Regions from separate parts of the Mus musculus genome. Here regions 1, 3, 4, 5 and 6 are each linked to region 2. The links are chromatin contacts, called in public Hi-C, HiChIP or PLAC-seq, Micro-C and promoter capture Hi-C maps. All regions are on one chromosome and are shown on one strand. Each heading gives the region's core, a stretch centred on a gene start, on an enhancer-like site or on the middle of the called end of the contact. The rest is flanking DNA. Distances are from core to core; before and after follow the strand shown.

Region 1 (4,218 bases), core at 82-2,581, 170 kb after region 2:
AGCTGAGAGCCACTGTGAAGGGGCGGGACTGAGCTTGGTTAACTACGCCCCTTCTTGTTCACCCCGTTCTTCTGTCAAACATCCACTTTCAGCCCCCTAGCCACAGAGCAAACGTAATCACGGTTCATCGCTCCCTTTGAGGGACTTTTCCAGTTATTCTCCTCCACTGGCTGCCAGTGTCCCCTTTCCGGATAGGTTCGTCTTTCCCTTTGAAAAGTCGGTACACTGTGAACTGATATTCTCTGAAGCCACGCTGCCATTTAAGAGCTTTCAGACTGCTTAGCTAACATCAGGGACGTGGAGAAGTAGAATGCTGTGGATGGAGCAGCAAGGTTAACACATGCTATCTCAGTCTTGGGTAATTGCTATTTGCTGCTAAGTACCTGACCTATGTCTAAATCTCATGACTAAAATTCTTCGCACCTCTCCTAATCCTGACTCCACCCACTCTAAATCAGAGAACACGGAAAGGTCACGCTGGAGTCCTGTAGACCCTCCTGCCCTCTGACAGCCTGAAGACACACTAATGTATTTTGTAAAATTAGGAAATATGTGTGTTTTGTACTTTTTCTTCTTTGTCCATACAGTTCATATAACCTCTCCAAAAAGGACTTGAACCTGAACTCCTGGCCTATAGTCATCCATTATTTAGTTTGGAGTAAACTATTTTCTTATTACTTTTGAAGGAAAACTATTATGCTGATCAACTCAGGCAGAGAAGGAGAGGTTTGTGATCAGAGATTTGCAATATCGGGGTGGGGTGGGTCAAACATTAATTAGAAGATGGTGTCTTTGTGTGTGTTTTCTTAAGAGATCTATAAAGGAACTATGTTTGTAAATTTTTATTGCTGGCACAAAATGTCTGCAATAACAGCTTAATGAGGAAGCTTTTATTTTAATGCTTGGCTTCAGGCCATAGTCACATGGCCCTGCCGTCCTTGGACCTGTGTGGGGTAGTACTACTTGGATGAAGCTACTCACTTCACAGCAAGCTACGAAGACAATTTTTGATTTCATGCAACCCAGTTTAACAGTTCTCGGTATGATTTCCTAAGCTATTGGAGACTTTTCTAGAAAACTCATGTGTGTACCTTTATCTTGAAGACTTTCCTAATATTTCACTTAAGTGTTTTGATCTTGTTTGAGTTGGTTTTTATACAGGTTGAGAGATGGGAACATTTTTTTTTTCATTCTTCTACATGTGGCTATTCAGTTCTCAGTAGCATTTGTTGAAAAGGTTTTTCCCCACAAAATATGTTTTTGACAACTGTCCTAGTTAGCTATAATTAACAGCTTGACACAGCCTAGAGTCATTTGAGGAAGGAATCTCAGTTGGCCTGTAGGCATGTCTGTGGGGGGTTGTCTTGGTGTTAATTGATGTGGGAGGGGCTGGCCCACTGTGAGCAGTAGCATTCCCTGGGCTGGTGGTCCTGGGCTATGAAAGGAAGTTAGCTGAGTATGAGAACGAGCAAACCAGCAAGCAGGATTCCTTCATGATTTCTGCTTTAGGTTGTTTCTTGAGTTGCTGTGCCAAATTCCTTTAGGCCCTAAAGGTATCCATTAAGTCAACCCCTTCTCCCCAAGGTGTGCTTGGTCAGACTGTTTTACTACAAACATAAGAAAGCAAACTAGAAAGAAAAACTTCATCAAAAATCACATGGGTGTAGCTTGTATGGCTTTATTTTGGGGCCTTCTGTCTACTCTCTGTGTGTCTACATTGTTACTAAGCTAATGCCATGGTGTTTGTCTTATTGTGCCTCTATAATATAATTTGAAGCCAGGTACTGCGATAATTCCAATATTTCTCTTTTTGCTCAAGTTTACTCAGGCTGCTCAGGTCTGGGCTTCTGTGGATATTGTCAATAGTATTTTGCTTAGGATTCCATTGACTCTGCAGAGATCACTTCTGGTACCTTGGCCATTTTCACAATGCTAGTCCATGAATAGGAGGAGCCTTTTAATGTTCTAGTATCTTTGGTTACTTCAGCTGTTTTTATTGTAGAGGTCCCGTACCTCCTTAATAAGGCTTATTATTATAAGATACAGTTTTTAGGCTACTGTGATATTTTCCTGATTTCTTTCTCAGCATATCTATCATTGGCATATTGAAAAGCTGTCTCTGTGGCCAATGAGTTTATTTTTAATATGAAACTGGGTAATGCAACATTCACTGCATATATTTATATTTTTGCATCTTCTTGATGGAGTGGTCCCTTTCTGTATTGACTTTCATATCTCTTATGACTAATTTTAGCTTAAAGTGCAACTTCATTGAAGCTCTAGTTTGCTGTCTGTTGCTTCAGTAATCCCTCCAACCACAAGGCAAGGTGTGGAAGGAAAGAGAAGCTTGAAGCAGAAATGGTGGAGGAATGATGCTTGCTGGCTTACTCCCTCTAGCCTTCTCAGCTTGCTCTTTTGGATAACCTAAGACTGCCTGCCTAGGTGTGGCGGTGTGGCACTGCCTACAGTGCCTTTGCCAGCAAGGTGTGTTTATTGCAGACAACAAACAGTTGATTCTATTTCATAACCCAGTCAGCAATTTCTGTAGTTTTTTTTTAAAAAGATATTTCAAAGACTCATTTAGTTATAATTTATTTACTCATATATTTAGTGTGAGTGTGTTTGTATGAGTCAGTCAATGAGGGTATCCACATGTAATCTTCACATGAGGAGGTCAGAGGGCAACTTGCAAGAGTTGGTTCTCTCCTTCCATCCCGGGGAATTGAACCCAAGGCATCAGGCCTGCCACTGGGTACCTTTATTCTCTGAACCATCTTATTAGCCCTGTGCTGAGTCCTCTGAATACAAGCTTAAGAGCGTTCATACTGATGATAATTACTGAGACATATTTGCTGATTGCTGTAATTTGTGTTGGTTGTCTCTCTGGTTGACTGACGCACACTTCCTTTTCTTTCTCTCTCTTTTTAGAGTTTTTCGGCTTACTGAGTTGTATGTGTTTGATTCTCTTCTTGTTCTAATTTGTTCATCTTTTCTACTTTGAAACTTGTTCCTTCCTAAGATCTCCTGCTTGTCAGTGTCTCTCTTCTTCCTCTGTGTGTAGAGTTTAAGTATCTTCCACAATTACTGGCTTGGTGAGTAGAGCTTTCTTTAGTTTATGTTATCTTGGAAGGTCTTTATTCCTCCTGACTTTTAAGATAACTATGCCGAACATGGTAATCTTGTTTGGCAGTGGTTCTCTGGACCTGAGGTGTGTTCGTCCATACGTTTCTGGCCATTAGTGCTTCTGCTTCAGGGTTTTGATGTTATTCTGATAACTCTGCCTTCTGGAGTTGGCATTTTTGTCTTGTAGGTTTTAATACTTGTGTTTCCTTCTCTCTTTTTTTTCTTTTCATGGTCCTAAATTTTTAACCATAGTGTGACTTGGACAGATTATTTTCTGGCCACTCTATTTGGGATTTTAAATGTTGCTGGTCCTCTGATAGCTTTATCTTTCTCTAGATTTGGGTAATTATCTAATATAATTTTGTTAAATGGGTTTTCCGTTGGTTTAGTTTAGTTTGTGCTTTAGATATGGTCTCTTGCTCTTCCCCCAGGATTCTCAAAAGCTATGACAGTGTTTATTTATTTCTTTTGTTTGTTTATTGGTGTCTGAGTGTAGCAGTCCCTTGAGTTTGTCTTCAAACTCTGATATTCTTTTTCCTCCTTGATGTAGTCACTAGTGATGTTTTCTACATTTTAAATTTGATTTATTGGAATTTCATTTGCAACATTTTTTGATCAAAATATCAATTTCTTTAGTTTTATTTATTCCTTTGTGTATATGATTATGTATGTATTTTTGTGTGTGCATTTATGTATGTGTGTGCATGTACATGCCCATGTGTGTGCATGTGTGTGTGTTTATCAGTGTGTGAAGGTTAGAGGTTGACATTGTCTATCTTACTTAATTGCATTCCACCATATTTTTTGAGACTAACTTTATGGGTAAGCCAGGAGCTCACTGATCTGGCCAGACAGGCTAGCCAGTAAGCTCCAGGATCCACTTCCCGGCGTTGGGATTGCAGATATGTGCCTGCATCTGCATCTGGGGATGCAAACCCAGGTCCTCACACTTGAATGGCCAATACTCTACCAGCCGGGCTATTCCCCAGCCCAAACTGCAACTTCTTCACCTGGGCCCTGCACTGACTTCTTACTTCCCTCACACACACGGCTGCTTCTGAGATTGCTCTCTTTTAAAGGTAAACTTTAGAATTT
Region 2 (3,793 bases), core at 651-3,150:
CCTGTCTAGAAAAAAAACAAAAAACAAAACAAACAAACAAACAAAAAACCCAGACACACAAACAAACAAGCAAAAATAAAAAACAGCAACAGCAAAGAAAACAACAACAAAAGGGGCCGCAGAGATGGGGGAAGGGGGCTTGCTGAGCAAGCAATGGGGAGTTGAGTTCAAATCCCCAAGACTCTTGAAAAGCCAGGTCTGGCTCTGTGCCCACCTCATTCCAGTGCTGTGGCTGGCAGAGACATGAAGATTGCTGGAGTGGCTGGCTACCAGCCTAGTTCTAGGTTCAGTGAGAAACCCTGTCTCCAATCAACACCGTGGAGAAGGGCTGAGCAGGACACTCTGGCCTCCGTGAGTACACATGCACACATGCACACATGTACCACACTCACCCATACACACACAAAGCCAGAAAATAATGACCTGTGGTTATTAGGCTTTTAACTTAGGTGCCTGGTGGGTAAAGACATACAACTACCATGCAGTGTGTATATCCCTGTGGTTACTGATATATGAAATATAAATGCAAGGAGTGTGCAGTGTTATTATGGGAGAAATAAAGGACACTGTGCAGGAAGGATCTATTTTGAGGCCACAAGACAGGGTCCTTAATCTCACTGCTCTCCTTCTACAAGGGCATGCATACTTTCCTTTATCCCTGTCTGTGGAATCCACTAATTCTATGGCAAAGAGGAGGTAGAATTATTTTTCAGATGTTTACACATAGATAGTGACAGTCTCCTAGGGTGGGATGCTTTCCCCAGTGGTTAGAGAAGGCAGGTGGTGGGCTGAGGAAACTGTAAGCCAGGCAAGAAGCAGGTGTAACTAAATGTAAGGGAATACTTTTAAAGTTAAGTGACCAAACAGCAAGAGGTTCCAAGCGAGCTGGCCTAGTAGAGCCCATAGGCCGCTGCACCTGTCATAGGTACTGGGCCCTCTTCTTGCATTCAGTATTGTCTCCACGGAACAGCACAGAGGACAGCAGCCAAGGATGTTCAACCAATAAGGACAGCCAAATTTAGGAGTTAACAGGCAGCGTTCCCTCCAGGTTCAGTCCCAATCAAGACAGTTTAAGTTCATGTAACTCAAACCCTTGCATTTTGCAGGAACTGGACCGGTTATGGCAAAGACATGAAGTAACTTTGGAGAGTGACTTTCTAGGGGAAGGCCTTCCTAACCATCCTAGCTTCCACACTGAGTGCCAGGCTGGCCCTTCAACCCCCCTCAAACCCCCCCCCCCCCCCCGTTCCCCAGTAGGAGATCCAATAAAGTAGGGGCACAAGTAATGCCGTCTTTTCAGCTGACTTCGTTCCTTACATTCCTTTGCAGCGGGCGACTTTCCAAGATGAGTTTGTATATGCAGCCTGTGCACAGCGGTTCTGAGCACTTAAGCCACAGGTCGGGAAGGGTCCCCAGGCTTCCGGGGCTCTCTCTGGTCCATCTCCACCCTTCAGGTAGGATGTAGAGTCAGGTCATCTCCTTCCTTCCCTACGGCCACCACCAGCTGGTGGCCAGCTCCCAAGCCAGCGCCCCGTCCACCACTTCTGGTGCCCCACAGTCCCAGCGTGGCCCCGGTGAAAAGCGCGCGCCCTTCGGCGCGATCCCCACGCTCACACGCGCTGCCGCTTGTTGCTCCCCGCAGCCGCGACGTGGGGAAGTGAAAATGAAATTGACTTTTCCGAGAAATGATGAAAGCCGTGCCGGCCGCCAATGAACAGCGGCGGCGAACTTCCGCACCTCCAGGCTGGCGGCTGGAGCCCTCCCTCTGCCTCCACCTCCGGGTTGCACAAGCTTGAAACAAACACTGGGGAGGAAGGGCGGGGAGGGAGGAGGGCGGAGGGGGAGCGAGGGAGGGAGCGGGGCCGGGAGAGGGCGGGGGTGGGGGGGATTTCCAGCCTCGGCTCCTCGCAGTTTCCTCTCCTTGTTTTGCTTTCGATCTGGACTGTTCTCAGGCAAGCCGGGGACTAACTTTTAGTTTTGCTCCTGCGATTATTCAACTGACGGGCTTTCATTTCCATTTTACACACCCTAACAACACTCACACCTTGCGGGATTGTATTGGTAGCGTGGAAAAAAAAAAGCACATTGAGAGGTAACATTTTTTTTTTTCAAATAATAGTTGTGGCTGTGCGTGTGTTTTCTCTCGAGGGCATGTTGACGGGGACAGGAGGAGCTATGTATGTATGTGCGTCCTGATGCTTTGACACGATGTTTTGCAGACGGAAAAATGCCGGGGTTCATAAATATTAATACCGATTTTTGGAGGAAGAGTCGGCGCAGTTATGGATCATCTGATTTTAGGGGAAGCAGGGGTCTGCTGCTGTTGCCGCTGGTACTGGGGCTGCTGAGGCTGCAAAGAGGAGGAGGTAGAGAGGGAGGAGGAGGAGGTTAGTGAAGGTTTAATTTCACTTTTGGATTTGCAGATGAGAAGAGGTGGCTCCATGGACACAGATCTGCTCTGTGTGATTCTGCGCTCCAGGTGTCGTGTGTTGTGGGTACAGGTCCGTTGGAGTCCGGCCTCATTTAAAATAAAATTGGTGTGTGTGTGTGTGTGTGTGTGTTGTATGTGTATGAGTGTTTACAGACACTGTCGCCACCAGGTCCGAGGAAGGGAACCGGGTTCTTCTCGGTGCCCAGCGGCCCTTCTTTCCCGGCGGTCTCTGGTGTAAATAGACTGGCACCCGCGGTCCCTAGATGCCCGTGCCCGGGCAGTGACCACTGTAAACTTGAAGGCTGCCCTAAGGCGGTCCCAGGATGCGCTCGCCCGCGGGGCTTGGGGTCGGGTGACCGGCGTCTGGTGCCAGTGGACACTCGGGCCGGGCGGGCTCCGCGCGCGGCTGGGCGCGGGCCTGGCCGGCGCGCCCGGCTTCCTGGGGACTGGGCCGCCGCCACACGCCAGGAACGTCGCGTCCTCCTCCCCGCCGGCCAGCGTCTGGCCTGGCCTCCGGGCTTTGTCACTGCACTTGTCCCAGCGCGTGAGGCGCCTCGGAGGCGCGTCCCCGGAGGGCTCCGCGCTCAGGGGTCACCCACCCCGGCGCGGCCTAGCTGCGAGTGCCTCCGGGTCCCCGCGGGCGCCCCCGGGGCCGGCCTGGCGCGCTGGGCCCCGACCCGCCTTGGCTACGGAACGGGCGAGGTGTGGGGGCGGGGAACCTCCGGGGACCGAGCGGCGCCCGGCGGGCTAGCATGGGGTTGGGGGTGAGGCTGACGAACGCTTGGGGTCTCCGGGACGTGGTGGGAATGAGTGCCCGCCCTGTGCCCTCCGACCCGCTCCGGGCGCCGGGTGACATTCGCCCGCCGGCCGAACATGGTTGGTGCAGAGCGGCAGCCACCACTTCCTCTCCGCCCCGCCGGCCCGGCTCTCTGGGCGAGCGATGCGGGCCGCGGCCAATCGCGGTGCCCAGCTAGTCCCTGTCGCTCGGCCTTGGGGGCCGGCTCCCCTGAGCGGCCCGGGAAGCCTTCGCGAGAGCTCAGGGCCCCGGCTCCCCGGACGCTGTCCGCTGGGCCCCGGCTCTCGGACCGTTTGCCACCCTCAGTCCCTCGCCCCTTAGGAGCAGGGAAGGGAAGGAGGCTAGTAGCCTCCGCCGCGAGCCAGGACTGTGCTCGGGCCCCAGGTGAGACGCCCGGATCAGTCGGTGGAGGCGAGATCCTTGGTGGTCGGATGTAAATAAGACCCCTGGGATTGGCAGGCCACCTTGTCACTCGTTTGCGAGCGGGTTTGCAGGTCCTTAAGCCCAGTGTGTTTGAAACTTGGGGGACATGTTTCTTGTCCCCTCCTCCCTCCCGCGTGGGCACT
Region 3 (3,992 bases), core at 356-2,855, 140 kb after region 2:
TCCCAAAAGGCCAGTTTCATTTGGCATGGTCACGAAGTTCCCACACCTTTAGTCCTTACCACCAAAGATAACCTAAAGTAGCCTCATGTTAGCCAATCGATTATTTCTTATTGTTCTATTTCCCTGTCCTCATTTTAGGGGGAAAGTAAATTTGAAGTTACCAATCTTAGCTCCCAAATTGGGCAATTATTATGAATCAATGTTAAAAATTATTGCAAATTTTTTTTTTTACCTTTCCTCCCCAATAAAGCCAGCATCCTTTGCCTTGCTGGTTGGAATACTTTTTCTAGCGTGCAGGTTTTTTGAGATGGAGGAGGCTTTTTCACCCCAACTGAGCATGACCCAGGGACCCAAGGGGCCAAATACTTACCATCATCAAAGACCAACCTGAGACCATGGCTCCAAAGTTGGTTGTCTCATGCCATTGAAAATGAAAGACATGGATTTTCACCGGAGTATGTGGACTGGAAGTAAGTTTTGCTAAGCATTACTATAGAAAGATAAAAAACTAAGTAAGAAACTAAGACCGTGGATAATCTTGTGTACTGTGTAAAGGTTGCCTTTGTTTTATTTCAAATGCCTCATTTCTGTGCCAGCGGATCTGTCTGGACTTTGGTATTTTTTTTTTTTAATGAGGCATCACCTGCCTGAGTATTTTGTAAACATTCTTCTCCATCACCTGCTGACTGGCTTAATAAAGATCAGATGGCCTACAGCAGGGCAGAGGGAGAGAGGAGGGACTTCTGAGCCGAGAAAGGAACTCTGGGAAAGAATCAGGCATGGGAGAGTCACCAGCCAGACATGGAGGAAGAAATATGCGCTGGTACCGAAGGAGAGGTCACAGGTCACGTGGCAGAATGTAGATTAGAATAAACCTTTCCCTTAAGTTATACAAGCTAGTTGGGAATGAGCCTAAGCTTCAAGGCCTAAGCTTCATAAGTAAATATAAGTCTGTGTCATTATTGGAAGCTGCTGGTGGGTCAAGATAGTCTGGAGGAAAGTGAAGGAAATTCCCAAGAGCTGAGAGAAGTTTCTAAAGAGAGGGAAGGGCTGTTGAATTTCTTTGTTTAGTGGTTTTTAGAGGGCGTTGGCAGAAACTGGACAAAGCAGAGGTAATCTCCGTTGAGACTGGTTAATTCTCTAGATTATCATGGACTGAGCAATGAAGGGCCCATATACTCTGTGCCTGGTTCCCTGGCCCAAACAGGAAGATTGTCATGTGCTGTTTATGCTCTGATCACCCAGTCAAGGGTAGTAGAAGCCTTTCCCCGCCCATTTCTGACTTGTACTTTGTTAGGCATTGACCTGAACTGTTAGTCACTTGGCCATGATTACAACCCTCTGACCTTGCAGGTGTTCCAAATGCTGCTAATTATACAGAGATCTCTCTGTTTTCTTGCTAGCCAGGAATTAATGTTTTGGGTTCTGTTTTTATCTACAACAGGATGGACTGGGGTCTTTATTCTGAAAGGGGGCAGCCCTAGCTAGACATCACTCTTACATACAACTTAGTCTATTATATCGAGCTGCGTAGGCGCATATGGACTGAGCAATGGTGCCTGGCTTGTGTTTCCCAAAGGGAAAGGTTGCATGGAAGCTAGCCAGCCATTCTTCTATAACTGCCCTTGCTTCTCAGAGCCTGTTTGTCTTTTATCAGACCCATTTGCCTAGCTCATATCTAGCTGCAAGCATCTTGTCTCTCTCATCTGCAACACTCCTGGTTATACGGTTTTAACTCTTACGTTTCCTTTTCACCTCAAATTTCACCTTTTGTCAGCTTGGCGTAAGTAGAGAACTTATATTTTTCATGGTGGCCCTTTTCTCTTACTGCCTACTATGAATTAACACCCACCTCACCATTTTATGGTAATGACTGTTACAGATTATAGAGTAAAAAAGAAAGAAAGAAAGAAAGAAAGAAAGAAAGAAAGAAAGAAAAGGTTAAATTAATTTGATGCTTTGTCCTTTGACCTTGCTCATAGTTCCATATGTGAAATAACCCCAAATGTAGTAGTTTAACCCTACCATCTTGTTGGGTATGAGGACGCATACCTAAAATTCAAGAAGTCAGGATGCAGAGAAAGGAGGACTCATTTGAATTTCATGCTAGCCTGCCTGGGGTACACAGCAGTACCCACAGGGACATGAAGAGGGCATCAGATCACCTGGGACTAGAGTTAGTGACACTTGTGAGTCACCATGTGGGTGCTGGGAAAGGAACCTGGGTCCTCTAGAAGAGAAGCCAGTGCTCTAACCTCAGAGCCATCTCTCCAGCCCCCTTTGCTGTCTTTAGACTTCTTAGTATTATACTATCACATCTTCATACTCTTCACCTCTCTCTACTAATTTACTCCCCCTACCCCCAAGGCATTATCACAAGTTTAAGGAAACCACATCCTTTGGTCCTCTTTCTCCCTGGTTCTCTTTTCCGCTCATTCTTGTCTCTTCTACCTACAGAAATGCATAGTATCTAATAGCACATTTTAAAAAATGTATTTAGTTGTGTGTTTATGCATGCATCAAAGGCCTACATTCAGAATTCCAGTCAATCATTTGGGACATTTTGCTAGGCAAATTTATTGGAAGTTGAGGTCAATAGTGGACCATCTTTGTATCCCTACGTCTGGCAAAAAAAAAAAAAAAAAAAAGTAAAATATCATGGTTGGTGCAACATAGCTTAGCAGGCATCTTAAACTAGATTTTGTGTGATTCAAATCAACACAGCAGGAAAAGTTAGTTGAAATCTCCTCTGAGTCTTTACAGTCAGCATAGAAATAAAGATGGCTGGACTAGTTTGTTTAGGACACCAAAGTACAATCAATACACAAAGGAGTATATAACAGCAAATTGGCAAAATATATATATATATATATATATATATATATATATATATATTTAGTGGGACCCTGTAGCATGTAGTTTTTGCCAACCCCCTTTAAGCTCCAACCAGCCCCCACCCAGATTCCCTGGGATCCACAAATGAAAGACACAAGTGTGCACAAACACACACACACACACACGCACACACACACACACACGCACATACACATACACACACCCCAATTAATCTTAAAATGCCTTTGCTAACTCAATGACTGGGCACTCCTAATCTTTCCCTGTTTCTAATCTCCCGCCTATGACTGCTCCACACAAGATTTCCTGTGGCTGGCACCTTTTCTCTCTCTAAAGCACTAGGAAAATCCTCCTCTCTCCCTGCTGCGACTGCTAGCTTGCCTACAGTGACCCAGAAGTCCCACCTATTCCACTCAGCTCACTGGCTGTTAGCATCTTTATTGATGGATCAAGAACCAATTGAATAACAGGACCTTAGCATCAGACCCACCCCCTACCGGACCCTTAAAATGTCCACATCTCAATCCTGAAAACCTGTGAACTTGATTTAAAACCCAAGAGGTCACACTTTTAAATTATGGAGGTGGTCTTGGTGCATCCTGAGAGTTTCAATAAGTGAAAAGGGAGCGAGAGGGAGTCAGACGTACCCAGTGTGAAGAAGCCTAGACTGGTCCTCGTTGGATTCTGAAGAGGGAAGAAGACTGTTAGTTTGAATATGAAGTGTTGCCTTATTTTTATGTGTTGAATGCTTGGTTTCCAGATGGGGGTGCTGTTTTGAGACCTTTAAGGGACTTTAAGGGATGGCTGTAGTTGGAGGAAGGTCAGCATGAAGTGCCTTTGAAGGATATACCTTGTCCCATATCCCTTCCTAGCTCTTGGCCTCTTGCCTTCCATAAGATGAATAGTCTCCTCCACACGCTCCTGCCACCACACGATTCTGCCCAAGGACATGGAGCCAAGAGACCATGGACAGAACCATCTATAATCATGAGTCAAAATAAATCCTTCCTCCCTTGAGTCACTTTCATTAGCTATTAGCTCACACAGCAAGGATAGCACTTGCACAAGGGTGAAGACATAAATAGATTCTCTAGGAGTTGGAAGAGGAGGAAAGAAAGTAGTTCTGCTTACAAACCAGC
Region 4 (4,145 bases), core at 1,189-3,688, 150 kb before region 2:
TCACTGGAGGGCAGTGGACTTTTATATCTAAGAATCTACTGCCGTAACTTAGAGTAACCAGTTCACAAACTCATTTAGTTTTAATGACAGGAAAATCTAGTTTTCTTAAAGTCAGTATTTCTATTAAAATAGTTAAATATAACTGGAGACATTTTGGAAAATATTTCATTATAGAAACGAGAAACATTCCCAGATAATGTCTAGAAATATATCTTAAATAATCAGAGGAAATAAACACAGGAAAATATTGCCCATATTTTTAATAGGCTAGCTATCATATAATTTGTGTCTGTGTTTTTTGTTTTTTGTTTGTTTGTTTGTTTTGGTTTTTCGAGACAGGGTTTCTCTGTGTAGCCCTGGCTGTGCTGGAACTCACTTTGTAGACCAGGCTGGCCTCGAACTCAGAAATCCACCTGCCTCTGCCTTCTGAGTGCTGGGATTAAAGGCACCACCATGCCCAGCTGTGTCTGTGTTTTTATAGCAGCAGGGAATCTATTAAGTCCTGGGCAAGTGCATTATCACTAAACTGCATCCCCAGCCCCACACTTGTGGTTCTAGAATCTACTTTTTCTCTTATCATCATCAATGGGTGTCTTATCCATTGTCTGAGCCTTACAAATCTAAACTTACAGTTTGGAGTATGTCATCCTGTTTATCTTGTATATTTAGATTGTCTGGAGTTTTTGCTAACAGTTTTCACTACTATATTGATATAACAACATATGTAAATAAAAGTATTTATCGGAGAATTTATATAAGAAACTTTAGGGAAAAAAACCCTTTATGTTCTTCAGTACAGGAATGGGCAATGTATGATAGAGACATATGTGGAGAACTCCTGTAGTACAAGGGTAATGGGACTCTTCTGTAGCAGTTACCTGTAATGTTTTGTTTTATTTTGTTTTGTTTTTTTCGAGACAGGGTTCCTCTATATAGCCCTGGCTGTCCTGGAACTCACAACTCACTTTGTAGACCAGGCTGGCCTCGAATTAAGAAATCTACCTGCCTCTACTGGGATTAAAGGCGTGCACCACCACACCCGGCTTACCTGTAAGTTTTAAAAGTACATTTTGTGTGTGTGTGTGTGTGTGTGTGTGTGTGTGTGTGTGTGTCTGTCTGTCTGTCTGTCTGTGTTTCTGTGTGTGTGTGTGTGTGTGTGCATGCTGCAGATTGAGTGTGGAGGTCAGAGCCATGTTGTGGGAGTTGGTTCTTGACTTTCATGTGGGCCCTGGGGACTGAGTTTGGGTTGTCAGGCACTTGGTGGCACATGCTTTTGCCTGCTTAGCCATCTCATCAAGCCACCTGTGTTTCATTATGAACGAGGGGCTGGAGAGAGAGTTTAGTGACTACTTCTGGCCTCTATAGGCCTCAGACATGCACTTGGTGCACAGACAAACATGCAGTCAAAACATCCATCACAAAAAATACTTGTTTAAAAAAATAGGGTGAGCCAGGCATGGTGGGGCATGCCTTTAATCCCAGCACTCGGGAGGCAGGCGGATTTCTGAGTTCGAGGCCAGCCTGGTCTACAGAGTGAGTTCCAGGACAGCCAGGGCTATACAGAAACCCTGTCTCGAAAACCCAAAAAAAAAAAAAAAAAAAAAAAAGGGTGAAAGGTTAGTCATATTTTGATGTGCTTGTTTTATATAAAATACATTATTTGTATATTCTTTAAATAATATAAAGCATTTATATGTTCCTTAAGGAATATATTCTTAGCACAAAATGAAAATCAGGTGTTTTAATTAATAAGCACCTATAATTTTTTATAGTATTCCAACCTGGTTAGAAACCTAGAGGAATTAGTTTTCGTATGACCAGCAGATATGAGTACTTAAGATTTAAGACCTTTAAGGCAAAGTAGATCTTAGACCCGTCAATTTTAACGTGAAATTGTTTAAAGTTACCTGAAGTGCCAGTACTGTTAAAACACTCAGCCCGCTTTCGTTTAGTCTGAGATGGGTGGCATGTGAGAACTCGCAGAGTATCTGAGAATCTAAAGAAAATGTATAAAGAAATAAAGTACACTGTTAGAGTTGAAGTAGCATGACTAAAGATGCTGCTCCACTATTATAGCCTGAGCACCAGTCCTACCACAAAACACATAACAATAAGATCATAACTTGTACTGTTTAAGACACTTCACAGAGTGATCCAAGGACTCTAGGATACTGAAATGGTTGAAGGTATAGTTCTACTTCCAAACACACAGACCTTTGGACTTTCTGCTAGGATTTAAAACTATGAATAACAAAAGAGAAGAAAAGATAATGGAAGCATGGGAGGTGTGACTGAAATAGCTGGGTCTAGAAGAGCAATTCTATGCAAAGTGTAGGGGAGCGAGCCTTATTTAAGATGAGAACCGCCCACTTCTGTGAGGCTATACTGAAACTATGTAGGACTCCAGTGGTTCGCAACCTGGGAGTCACAACCCTTTCATAGGAGTCACACATTACATATCCTGCATATCAGATATTTACATTATGATTCATGACAGTATCACATTCTAGTTATGAAGTAGCAACAAAATACTTTGATGGCTGTGGTCACCACAACATGAGGAACTTTGTTAAAAGGTTGCTGTGGTCGGAAGGTTGAGACCCTCTGAGCGCTACAACACTTTCGCAGGCGCACACCCTGTACCTCCAGTGCGTGCTGGCCACTGCTACGGATGTGGTACGTGAATGTTCTAAACTTAATTCAACAACCCTGGAAGGTCAGTATTTACACTTTAAAAGACTTTCAACTCACTTCTGAGGAACAGAGATATATGGGGGACGTTATCTATCTTCCCACTACTCACAGCTTTCCCTACAGAAACATACCCTAAACATTAATTAATCAATGTATGTTGAGCCAGGGTTTCTCTGATAGCCCTGGCTGTGATAGCCTCAAATTCAGAGATCTGCCTGCCTTTGTCTCCAGGGTGCTGGGATTAAAAGCATGTACCACCACTGCCCCACTTAATATTTATTAAAGTTATTTATTTATTTAAAATATTTATTAATTATTCTTAAAGTTAATTTCCATGGAAACGTCTTCTTAAAAACTTCTGGGAAGATGCAGAAGCAGGTGGATTTCTATAAATTTTAGGCCAGCATGGCTTACATAGTGAATTCCAGGCCCACCAGGACTACACAGTGAGTCTCTGCCAAAAACAAACAAACAAACCCAAAAAACAAAAAAATCCCAAACCAAACCAAAACTCCAAAACAAAAACTTTTGAGGGAGGTAAACAGAAAAAACAACATAGCAAGTTAATGTGGTTTAGTCCAGTTCTTAATTACTTTTGTTTGTTTCAGGGTTTTGCTTGTGTTTGTTGGTTTGGTGGGGGGGGGCGGCAGGGTGATGAAGGCTTACCACGTGGCCTCGTGGAGCCCTCCTGGCCTTGAACTTACATAATAAATGTTGATTTTTTTTTTTTTTTTTTCAAGACAGGGTTTCTCTGTATAGCCCTGGCTGTCCTGGAACTCACTTTATAGACCAGGCTGACCTCGAACTCAGAAATCCGCCTGCCTCTGCCTCCCAAGTGCTGGGATTAAAGACGTGCACCATCACGCCCAGCGTGAATGTTGATCTTGAACTCCTTATCTTTGCATGTCCACCTCTCAAGTGCTAGACTTACAGATACGGATGGGCCTACTAACCACAGTTTGATGTAATTGCCAGTCTAGTAAAGGTGGAATTAGTTACCAAAACAGAAACCTAACCTGCGACAACAGATCTGATAATAAAGCATGCTATTATAGTATAAAACTTATAATACTAAATGTTTTATTCACAACTACTGACAAACTATTAGCTTGGCAAGAATTTGTGATATGATATTAAACAGAACAAGTCAGGTGACAAAACCATATAAGTATGATCCCAATTAAAACCTTTTTTCTGGGGCTTAGTCCAGAGGATCAAATACAGGGCTCTGAGTATTCCAGGCAAGAGCTCTACAGCTGAGTCATACTCAAGGCAGACATAGTGACCAGAACAGCGGGCTATGAATGGTCTAAATATATATGTGTATATGTGGAAAGAAAATGAGACAGTAGTAATTATACTTTTAAATACAATGTAAATAGTATTTTTTCTCCTTTATAAAGTAGTGATTTTAGAATAACTGGAAAGTGCATTACACATAATCATAAAAA
Region 5 (3,815 bases), core at 359-2,858, 210 kb after region 2:
TCTCTGAGTTTGCTGTCTGTTTTGTTTTAGTCTTCTGTCAAGGGTTTAGCTAGGAAAGACGTTCTCGCAGTCTACACAGCTTTCTTTAATCGATTTGAAGTTCTGTATGCGGCTCCCGCTCCATTTGGAGTTAACTTTTATACAGGCGACAAGAAGGGGATCCAGTTTTGTTCTTTGGCCCACTGACATCCAGTTTTCAAGCGGTATTTGTTGTCTTCTTCTCCAGCGTATATTTTTATCTCCTTAGTCATGAGTGAGGTGGCTATAGTCATATGGGCTTGTACTTGTACTCCATTCTGTTCTATTTATCTGCATGCCAAGTATTTTTTTTTCCTACTATGGCTTTGTAATATACCTTGAAACTGGATCCAGTGATTCCTCCAGCATCTTTTGCCCAAGGCTGCTATGGGTATCCAAGATCTTTTTTGTGCTCCCTTATACATTTTATTTTAAATTTGTTTTATGTGCATTTGGTGTTTTGCCAGCATGTATGTAGGAATGAGAATCTCTTCTGCACTGAGTAAAAGCATCGCCTGTCAATAAATATCTGATGACCAATGAGACGAAGAAGGATTAGAAGGTGGGATATCTGGCAAAGAGAGGGGAACTCTCAGAAGGAGTCAGGAGCAAAAAAAATTCCTCATCTGGACTTGGAGGGAGTTGGACATAAGGAACGAGGAGAGGTAACCATGGCAGACATTGAATAGCATAAACAGGTTGTGTCACGAGCTTGTCACAAGCCTAGCTGAAGGCCTATGTGCATATTCATAAATAAATAAATAAAGCCTGTGGTGGCAATGGCAGGAGTCTTTGAAATCTCTAGGCCAGGCCCCAGTAACAAAACCATGTCTCCTAATTCTCCCCGAATAACTAACTGGAGACCAAGTATTCAAACTGCGACTTATGGGGGACATCCCAGGAACCACACTCACAAAGACACAAAGGGGTAAAAAGAGTTGAAAACTTTAAACATAAAGTTGGATTGGAATGCCCATTTGCATATCCCCTGTCCTGGTTTGAATTCCTCGGGGCAATATCAAACACAGAATGTTACATATTATCTATTTGGTCTCATAAAGGAAGATAGGGTTCACCCTGACCTAAGTGGGTATTGCACATTATGTGTAGGTTTTGAACGACAAGCCACGTTCTATGAAAGCGACAAGTGAATGTGAGACGAAGTTGTTTGCTATAATAAATACTCGTGACACAGTGGTCATAAGCCCTTAAAACTATGAAAACATTTCTACATTACAGAAAGCCCCTTTCTGTTAAGCTTTCTGATGACAAGACAGAAAAAATATCTTTGTAAATACCTACTGAACTACGCAATTTCATTGTAAGATGTAGGTGGCACTGTCCTGTGGGTCAGCTAAGGCCAATGTGTGTGGTGGAGCGCTTCCATTTCTGATTTCTGTTTTGGCTGTGAGTTCCAGCTGTGCTACGCCCTTCCAGCGTAAGGGAAGAAAGATGTAAAGAAATACTTTGAGAGCCATGTGCAGGTGTCTTATGAAACATAGCTCTGAAAAGATGGTTTTGAAGTTCCTTTCCACTCCTGTAGCTGAGCTGCTGCCATGAGAATTCTCACCCCCAGTGACCGACCGGCCCGTCTGACCTCAGACAACAAGCCGGAGTGTTTTAGTTACTGTCAAAATCTACTTTCACTTCTGGATCTTGTGAAATTTCAGGATCATAATCGAAATGTACGAAGGGAAAAAAATCCACTTTCAATAAAAAAATTATTTGGATAAAGGATTTGAGATACGATTTTCATCAGTGTGTGCTTTTTTATTATGCATAGTACATTTACTATTTAAATCACATTCTTGGTCTTTATTTTTATGGTCCACTTAAAATTATTGCTAATGACTTCTTGTGATCATAAACTGTTCTGGTCTTGTTTAGTAAGAATTGTGTCCTGCTTTTGTGGGTAAGGAAGTATGGACAGTATTTTCTTAGCTCTAGGAATCCTGATAATGTCTCCTTGCTTTCTCATGCAAGCAATAATATTGGCTTCCCGTAAACATTTCATGCCATACACCACGTTATGTTCAAAGTTCTAAATATACTTCCAGCGTCTCCTGGCAGTTATTGATGTGGGTCAAAAGGCTGAAGCCCACGGATTTTGCATTTCTCTCTAACTTTAAAAGCGTTGCAGTATTGACTTTGGAAAATAAAACACTTCTGAAAGAAACAGCTTTCATTTGAACTATAATTAATTTGCCTTGGGCATTATGGGGGCAGATATTTTCCATTTCAGAAAGTTGTTCTAATTTTTATGGATGTTGTTTTAACTCAGTTGTTCTAGATGGTTCTGTGTTCTCTGACATCTTCTCATCACTCTTCCTTGTTATCCAGTGCTGCACTTCCTGGGGCGTGGAGGGGGCGGGTTGCGCTCTAGTTAACGGTGAAGGACTGATTCCAGCTGATGGTTATGGGAATAGAGCCCACCTTGGCAGGGATGGGGCGGTGTTGATGCTCCTCTTCCAAAGGTCCTGAGTTCAAATCCCAGCAACCACATGGTGGCTCACAACCATCCTAACAAGATCTGACGCCCTCTTCTGGAGTGTCTGAATATAGCTACAGTGTACTTACATATAATAAATAAATAAATCTTTTTTTAAAAATTTAAAAAGATACAATGAAGACAGAAGAAGAAAAGAAGAAAACAGACAAACATTTAAATATATACAGCATACAATTTTGTATAAATAAATCTATTTTCTGTTCTATTTACATATTAGAATATTCCATGCATGTACATATTTAACATCTAAATGTTGAACATATGTTAAATGGCTTTTAAATACATATTTAAACTCTCTGTTGCTGAGATAAATACTCATTTTTTAACTCCACTGGTTTTGTTTAAAACACTTTAAACACTCCCCTACACCCCCCACTCCCCACTTCTGCATCCCTTGAATTTCCACTGAATTTACCTTTGAGTTAGTAATATGAACAAACTTGAGAGGTTTGGCTGACCGTGGCAGTGCAAGCTGTAGACAGTAGCTCGATACAAACCTAAGATGGGAAGAGAATCACTGCAATAAGCCTTTTGATATTTCACAGCTGGGATTAAGATTGTATTTTGGAACTATGGCGCCACCTGGTGGCCATTCTCTTGTTGCCGTTTAACATTTCTATTTTAGACCCCCACCTCTTTGGTAACTTGTACTTGAACACCCTTTGGTCAGGAACCCTAGTATACTATTAAGTAGCAATGTGTGGCCAACTGGACCTGGAAGGCCTCCGCTTGTTCGCTTGCTTGTTAGCACAGGTACCTGGAAATTCTGCAGGTCTAGGTAGAGTACGGGAACAGGGGACAGGAGAGACTTTACATCTTGGTTTTTCACAAGAGCCCTATTATAGCTCTGGCTTTCCCAGAAGCCAACTCCTGTGATTGGATGAGGGACTAATGAGACTAAAAATCAAGCACAAGCCTGCTTGGATAGCTGAGGGAACAACAGGTCTTCTCCAAAGAGGGAGAGGCTTGGGAGATAGCCCCAAGGGGAGGGGACACATCCTCACAACGCGTCACGCACAATAAAGGACTTCATCTAAACATCCATCAGAATCACACAGAGTTTTAAAGACAACCATGCTCAATGCATGCAAGAATGTTAAGGAAAGCTGGTGATTTCCCCAGCAGGTTGATTTGGGGGTTAATTCTTTGGCAATATTAAGAGTTTTGAGGGGCTGGAGAGATGGTTCAGAGGTTAAGAGCACTGGCTATTCTTCAAGAGAGGTCCTGAGTTCAATTCCCAGCAACCAAATGGGACTCATAATAATCTATACTGGGATCTGATGCCCTC
Region 6 (4,118 bases), core at 716-3,215, 250 kb after region 2:
CTTTTACTTAGTGAAGCAATAACATGTTATTGTTCTAACGGATAAGAATAATGTTGTGTTTTCAAGCCAATAAGCATTAAGAGCAAATTACCCTTTTCTACTTTTTAATAAGAAAAACATTTAATTGTAATTTAGTTGTAAAAAGCACGGCCTTTGATTGAAGGAAAGAATGACGTTTCATTCTTGTCCGAGTCGCCTCAGATGTGATTTGGCTAATCTCTCTTCACCCATGGTGCCCTGGGAAGGTTTGACTTTAACCACAAGGGGACGCTGAGGCAGGAGAAAAATAATGTCCAGTCAGAACCAAGAGTGGCCACAGACTGACCAAGCCCGCGCTGCGCGTGCGCATGGCTGCTCAGCACCCAAGCAACACTTTTTTTTTTTTTTTTTTTTGGTTTTTTGGAGACAGGGTTTCTCTGTATAGCCCTGGTGTATTAGTCAGGGTTCTCTAGAGTCACAGAACTTATGGACTGTCTCTAGATAGTAAAGGAATTTATTGATGACTTACAGTCGGCAGCCCAATTCCCAACAATTGTTCAGTCGCAGCTGTGAATGGAAGTCCAAGGATCTAGCAGTTACTCAGTCTCACGCAGCAAGCAGGCGAAGGAGCAAGAGCAAGAGCTAGACTCCCTTCTTCCAATGTCCTTATATTGTCTCCAGCAGAAGGTGGAGCCCAGATTAAAGGTGTGTTCCTTAAACTCGGAGATTCAATCTTCTGGAATCCATAGCCACTATGGCTCAAGATCTTCAAACCAAGATCCAGATAAGGATCTCCAAGCCTCCAGATAAGGGTCACTGGTGAGCCTTCCAATTCCGGATTGTAGTTCATTCCAAATATTGTCAAGTTGACAACCAGGAATAGCCACTACACCTGGCTATCCTGGAACTCACTTTGTACACCAGGCTGGCCTCGAACTCAGGAATCCACTTACCACTGCCTCCCAAGTGCTGGGATTAAAGGCGTGCGCCACCACGCCTGGCTCCAAGCAACACTAACACTAATACAACCCAATACTTGCTAAGTCGCTTCTATGGCCGCACATATTTCATTAGCTTTCATATAAAATTTGTTATTTAATTTTGCACCAGGTAAAAGCATCACTGCAGATATGTCCTGCGGCCGAGCACTTGGCCTTGCCCATCTCCTTGCCAACCCTCTCCTCTGACAGGCTTCCCCTGCCGAGTTTTCCCGACTTAGAACTCATTTTGTTATTTCAAGCTCTTTTTCCGTGTCAGAGTCCCACTCTCCAGCTTCACTCTTCCCCTCATGGGACACTGCGGCCTCAATTTCCAACCTCTCCTGATCCAGTTCTAGAACCTTCTCTCTAGCTCTCTAGCTCCTCCACTTAACAGCCCCTCCCCCAAGTGAGCTCCAGGCACCAACAGTTTCTTTGCATTTGATAACTTGAACAGTAACACTGCATTTAGGGGCCTATGAAGGCAAAAATCAGTAGCGGAGACCTGGACAAATAATTTGTTTTTAAAGGCTATCTCTGGGACAAGACTGCATAGCTCACAACAGGCCCACCTAAATGTATTGTCTCTAGTTTATAACCTAAGTTTTGAGTTACTAAATTGTTCAGTGGAGAAGTTAGAAAGTTTAAATCCAGGCACAACAACAAGTTTACAGACTTCCCTTCTCCCTGGCTCCTCCCTGTGGTCAGCACAATTACAAACTTGGGTTGACTTTGTTAACTTTCAAGGTTTCACCGGTGGACGTTCATATTTACGGAACGTTTACCAAAAACAATGAGGTTGTATTTTCTCCCTCTGTGTTAATTCTAGCTTGTTAGAGATCCTGCCCTATCTAGAGGTAGTCGGTCTCTGGGTTTTGTGAGGAAGAGCAGAATTTTTTTTTTTAATTGAATTGAGTATAATTTTATTTTGGTAAAAATGGAGTGCTGTCCCTTTAAATTCTGAAGTGAACTTGGCTAAGAAAGGCCAACAGCTCAAGGTCCAGCCCCTAGATGAGAGAATAACTCCAGACTCCATCCTCAGGCTTTGCAAGGGCACAGCTGTGCCAGCTCACCCTGGCAGACTCCTGGCAGCATGGCAGCAAAGCTCTGGACCTTCCTGCTGGGCTTTGGGCTCAGCTGGGTGTGGCCGGCTTCTGCCCACCGGAAGCTCCTGGTGTTGCTCCTGGATGGTTTTCGCTCAGACTACATCAGTGAGGATGCTCTAGCATCCTTGCCTGGCTTCAGAGAGATTGTGAACAGAGGCGTCAAAGTGGATTACTTGACTCCAGACTTTCCCAGCCTCTCCTATCCCAATTACTACACCCTCATGACTGGTGAGTACCTACCATGTCTGCCTCTTAGCCGGGAGGATGTGGCTAGCATCTGTCATTGGAAACCTTAGTGTTTGATTGTCCCTAGTCACGGGACATCCAAGATAGGTGAGAGTCTATGTTCCCAACTAACACTTTCATTTCCTCACGGTCTTGATGTTCCACAAATGTCCTCCCAAGGACCTATTTCAGACTGTCTGTAAAGAGAAGAGATGCTAACAGTAATATATGGAATTTGGAGATTTTTTTTAAAGTGGTTATTGTTTGTTTCACAGATAAAATTCTAGATAATTCCACATTTTCTAAGTTCGGGGTGTAGAAGATGGATGGGTTTCCGTGTATCCATACAGAATCTCTCTGTCCCTTTACTGTGGTCTGGATTCTTGCAGGCTGACTTATCAATGTGTAAGACTGTGACAGTTATTCTCAGGATCCCTCCACAGGGAAGCTTGCATCTAGACAACTTAGAAGGGACTCTTTAGGCCTTCTTCAGTAATGCCACTTTCTGCTTTGGCCGTCTGGGGTCAGGTAAAATGATACAGAGACAATGAACTTTTGTCATGGACTTGAGATTGCCCAGCATCTGTGAAATGGGAGTTAAGCACAAAGCGAGTCCAAATCCTGGTGAGACGGGCAGAATCCCAGCTGCTTGTCTGGGGAAAGTGGATTTGGCTAAAGATGATCTTCCTCCATCTAGAATTGTCAGGACACTCAAGGTGATTCCAGAAGGCTGAGCCTGTCTGTTCGGTATCTGCAGCCTCACCTGTTAATGTAGGTGAGCTCCCTGCAAAACCGGCAAGAGGCTGTCAGATATTTTTGGCCAGCTACCCAGGGCAACCAAGAAGGCAGTGATTGCTGGCTGTACAAGACTTCATTGTGTGCTCTGAATCCAGGGAGAACTTTGAAATGATGCTATCAGATAAGACCTAAGACCTGTGATAGCCCATTACATAGCTTTACAGAACTCCATGGCCAAAGGAAGTCTGAAAGCATCTTTAGCTGTGTGATCGGCCATAGGAACAATCCATGATATGATGGTAACAGAAAAGGGGCCATGAACCTTCGCATTTCTGTCTTTCGTGGGTGCCCTAGGTATTCACAAAGTAACTGCGTGCTGACTCCTCAAACGACAGGAATCTATACTTCGTGATTATTATATTTATGAGAATTAGAAATGAAGATATCGGGGAGAGAAAAAAAATCAGGCTTCACATGAGCAAGGAATTTGTTTGTTATCCAACCATAACAAACAAACCAGTCTCCAAGATAAACAGTTAACAAAAGACTCTCTGGCCTCCCTTTGGCCTGCTTCCCCATTCTCACCCACTCGCTCACTGGGGAACAGTTTGCAGGCTTCTGGGTTACACATAGATTTAATTGTGTGTCCCAACCCGGTTCTCCACATCGAGTTTCACATACAGTGGCCACCCCTTCTCTGGTTGTCTTTCAGAGCCTGCCGGGAGACACAATTCACACAAGCTGCCACGTGCAGCCTTTTTGATTACAGTGGATAATGAACAAGCCCCAGCTTATTAAGGCAGATTCCAATAAGTGAAAAGGGACCACTGCAAAAATCCCCCACACAGACACGGAGCCAATGACACGGGTGATTGTTTCTCAGACCCACATGCCTGACACAGCACAAGCACACATCTGCACAAGGGCTCTGCCAAGCAAACACACACCTTTTCACGCTACTGGGCTCCACGGGATATGGACCGTACTAAGCCATCCCTGAACATGGTGCAACCTCAGGCTGCGTGTCTTTGTAGTCTCAAAAGTAAATAAATAAAACTATGCCACAAGGAGAGACTGTAGCCCCAAGCACACA

What was found. Promoter capture Hi-C pulls out the DNA fragments that hold promoters and counts their contacts. A called contact is a pair of places that touch in the nucleus more often than the background predicts. HiChIP or PLAC-seq counts read pairs in DNA pulled down with a chosen protein or histone mark. Capture Hi-C pulls out chosen DNA fragments and counts their contacts.
Region 1: an H3K4me3 HiChIP or PLAC-seq map of bone marrow-derived macrophages shows a contact between it and region 2, with 2.8 times the contacts expected there. The contact joins the enhancer-like site here to the promoter of Irf2 in region 2. A contact is called at or near these places in 12 of 39 promoter capture datasets (the C10 cell line, the HPC-7 cell line, Sertoli cells and 6 more), 6 of 484 Hi-C or Micro-C datasets (the HL-1 cell line, Sertoli cells, bone marrow-derived dendritic cells and 3 more), 18 of 115 datasets of contacts at active chromatin or transcription factors (the 230-238 cell line, the HPC-7 cell line, the SCID.adh cell line and 14 more) and 4 of 9 other capture datasets (adipose tissue, bone marrow-derived macrophages, embryonic stem cells and 1 more).
Region 3: a contact with region 2 is called in a promoter capture Hi-C map of liver, with 9 times the contacts expected there. The contact joins the enhancer-like site here to the promoter of Irf2 in region 2. A contact is called at or near these places in 13 of 39 promoter capture datasets (the C10 cell line, the HPC-7 cell line, HPC-7-derived erythroid cells and 6 more), 19 of 484 Hi-C or Micro-C datasets (the C10 cell line, the HL-1 cell line, Sertoli cells and 7 more), 23 of 115 datasets of contacts at active chromatin or transcription factors (the 230-238 cell line, the HPC-7 cell line, the NIH/3T3 cell line and 17 more) and 5 of 9 other capture datasets (adipose tissue, bone marrow-derived macrophages, embryonic stem cells and 2 more).
Region 4: a contact with region 2 is called in a Micro-C map of the G1E-ER4 cell line. The contact joins the enhancer-like site here to the promoter of Irf2 in region 2. A contact is called at or near these places in 1 of 39 promoter capture datasets (neutrophils), 3 of 484 Hi-C or Micro-C datasets (the G1E-ER4 cell line and embryonic stem cells), 1 of 115 datasets of contacts at active chromatin or transcription factors (pancreatic cancer cells) and 1 of 9 other capture datasets (adipose tissue).
Region 5: a contact with region 2 is called in a Hi-C map of bone marrow-derived macrophages, with 55 read pairs. The contact joins the enhancer-like site here to the promoter of Irf2 in region 2. A contact is called at or near these places in 22 of 39 promoter capture datasets (the 3T3-L1 cell line, 3T3-L1-derived adipocytes, the C10 cell line and 13 more), 7 of 15 datasets of contacts at CTCF or cohesin (CD8 T cells, the G1E-ER4 cell line, embryonic stem cells and 4 more), 141 of 484 Hi-C or Micro-C datasets (3T3-L1-derived adipocytes, the 63-12 cell line, the AML12 cell line and 74 more), 46 of 115 datasets of contacts at active chromatin or transcription factors (the 230-238 cell line, CD8 T cells, the HPC-7 cell line and 33 more) and 5 of 9 other capture datasets (adipose tissue, bone marrow-derived macrophages, embryonic stem cells and 2 more).
Region 6: a promoter capture Hi-C map of liver shows a contact between it and region 2. The contact joins the promoter of Enpp6 here to the promoter of Irf2 in region 2. A contact is called at or near these places in 3 of 39 promoter capture datasets (the HPC-7 cell line, cranial neural crest and embryonic stem cells), 4 of 115 datasets of contacts at active chromatin or transcription factors (embryonic stem cells, fetal liver and large pre-B cells) and 2 of 9 other capture datasets (liver and pancreatic islet).

Annotation. Positions count from the first base shown.
Region 1 is chr8:46,907,485-46,911,702 of GRCm38.p6, forward strand. No RefSeq gene overlaps it. Among named protein-coding and RNA genes, the nearest start is that of Enpp6, 77 kb to the right of the region's middle. Within about 2 kb of position 1,332, at least 11 of the 459 cell types and tissues checked have an H3K27ac peak or open chromatin away from gene starts, as enhancers often do. A contact at or near this core is called in bone marrow-derived macrophages, where this site is marked.
Region 2 is chr8:46,737,845-46,741,637 of GRCm38.p6, forward strand. Irf2 (interferon regulatory factor 2) reads left to right here and starts at 1,901. Exons shown (of 9, transcript NM_008391.4): 1 at 1,901-2,092. Gm16675 (predicted gene, 16675) reads right to left here and starts at 1,671. Exons shown (of 3, transcript NR_045750.1): 1 at 1,318-1,671.
Region 3 is chr8:46,882,201-46,886,192 of GRCm38.p6, forward strand. No RefSeq gene overlaps it. Among named protein-coding and RNA genes, the nearest start is that of Gm39170, 54 kb to the left of the region's middle. Within about 2 kb of position 1,606, at least 17 of the 459 cell types and tissues checked have an H3K27ac peak or open chromatin away from gene starts, as enhancers often do. A contact at or near this core is called in hepatocytes, intestinal villus epithelium and liver, where this site is marked.
Region 4 is chr8:46,588,308-46,592,452 of GRCm38.p6, forward strand. Primpol (primase and polymerase (DNA-directed)) reads right to left here. Exons shown (of 15, transcript NM_001001184.2): 9 at 1,908-1,996. Among named protein-coding and RNA genes, the nearest start is that of Gm45607, 6.1 kb to the right of the region's middle. Within about 2 kb of position 2,439, at least 8 of the 459 cell types and tissues checked have an H3K27ac peak or open chromatin away from gene starts, as enhancers often do. A contact at or near this core is called in the G1E-ER4 cell line and pancreatic cancer cells, where this site is marked.
Region 5 is chr8:46,950,518-46,954,332 of GRCm38.p6, forward strand. It overlaps a transcript of Enpp6 not described here. Among named protein-coding and RNA genes, the nearest start is that of Enpp6, 34 kb to the right of the region's middle. Within about 2 kb of position 1,609, at least 10 of the 459 cell types and tissues checked have an H3K27ac peak or open chromatin away from gene starts, as enhancers often do. A contact at or near this core is called in Kupffer cells, Th1 cells, bone marrow-derived macrophages and 1 more, where this site is marked.
Region 6 is chr8:46,984,922-46,989,039 of GRCm38.p6, forward strand. It overlaps Enpp6 (ectonucleotide pyrophosphatase/phosphodiesterase 6), which reads left to right and starts at 1,966. Exons shown (of 8, transcript NM_177304.4): 1 at 1,966-2,290. The coding sequence starts at 2,050.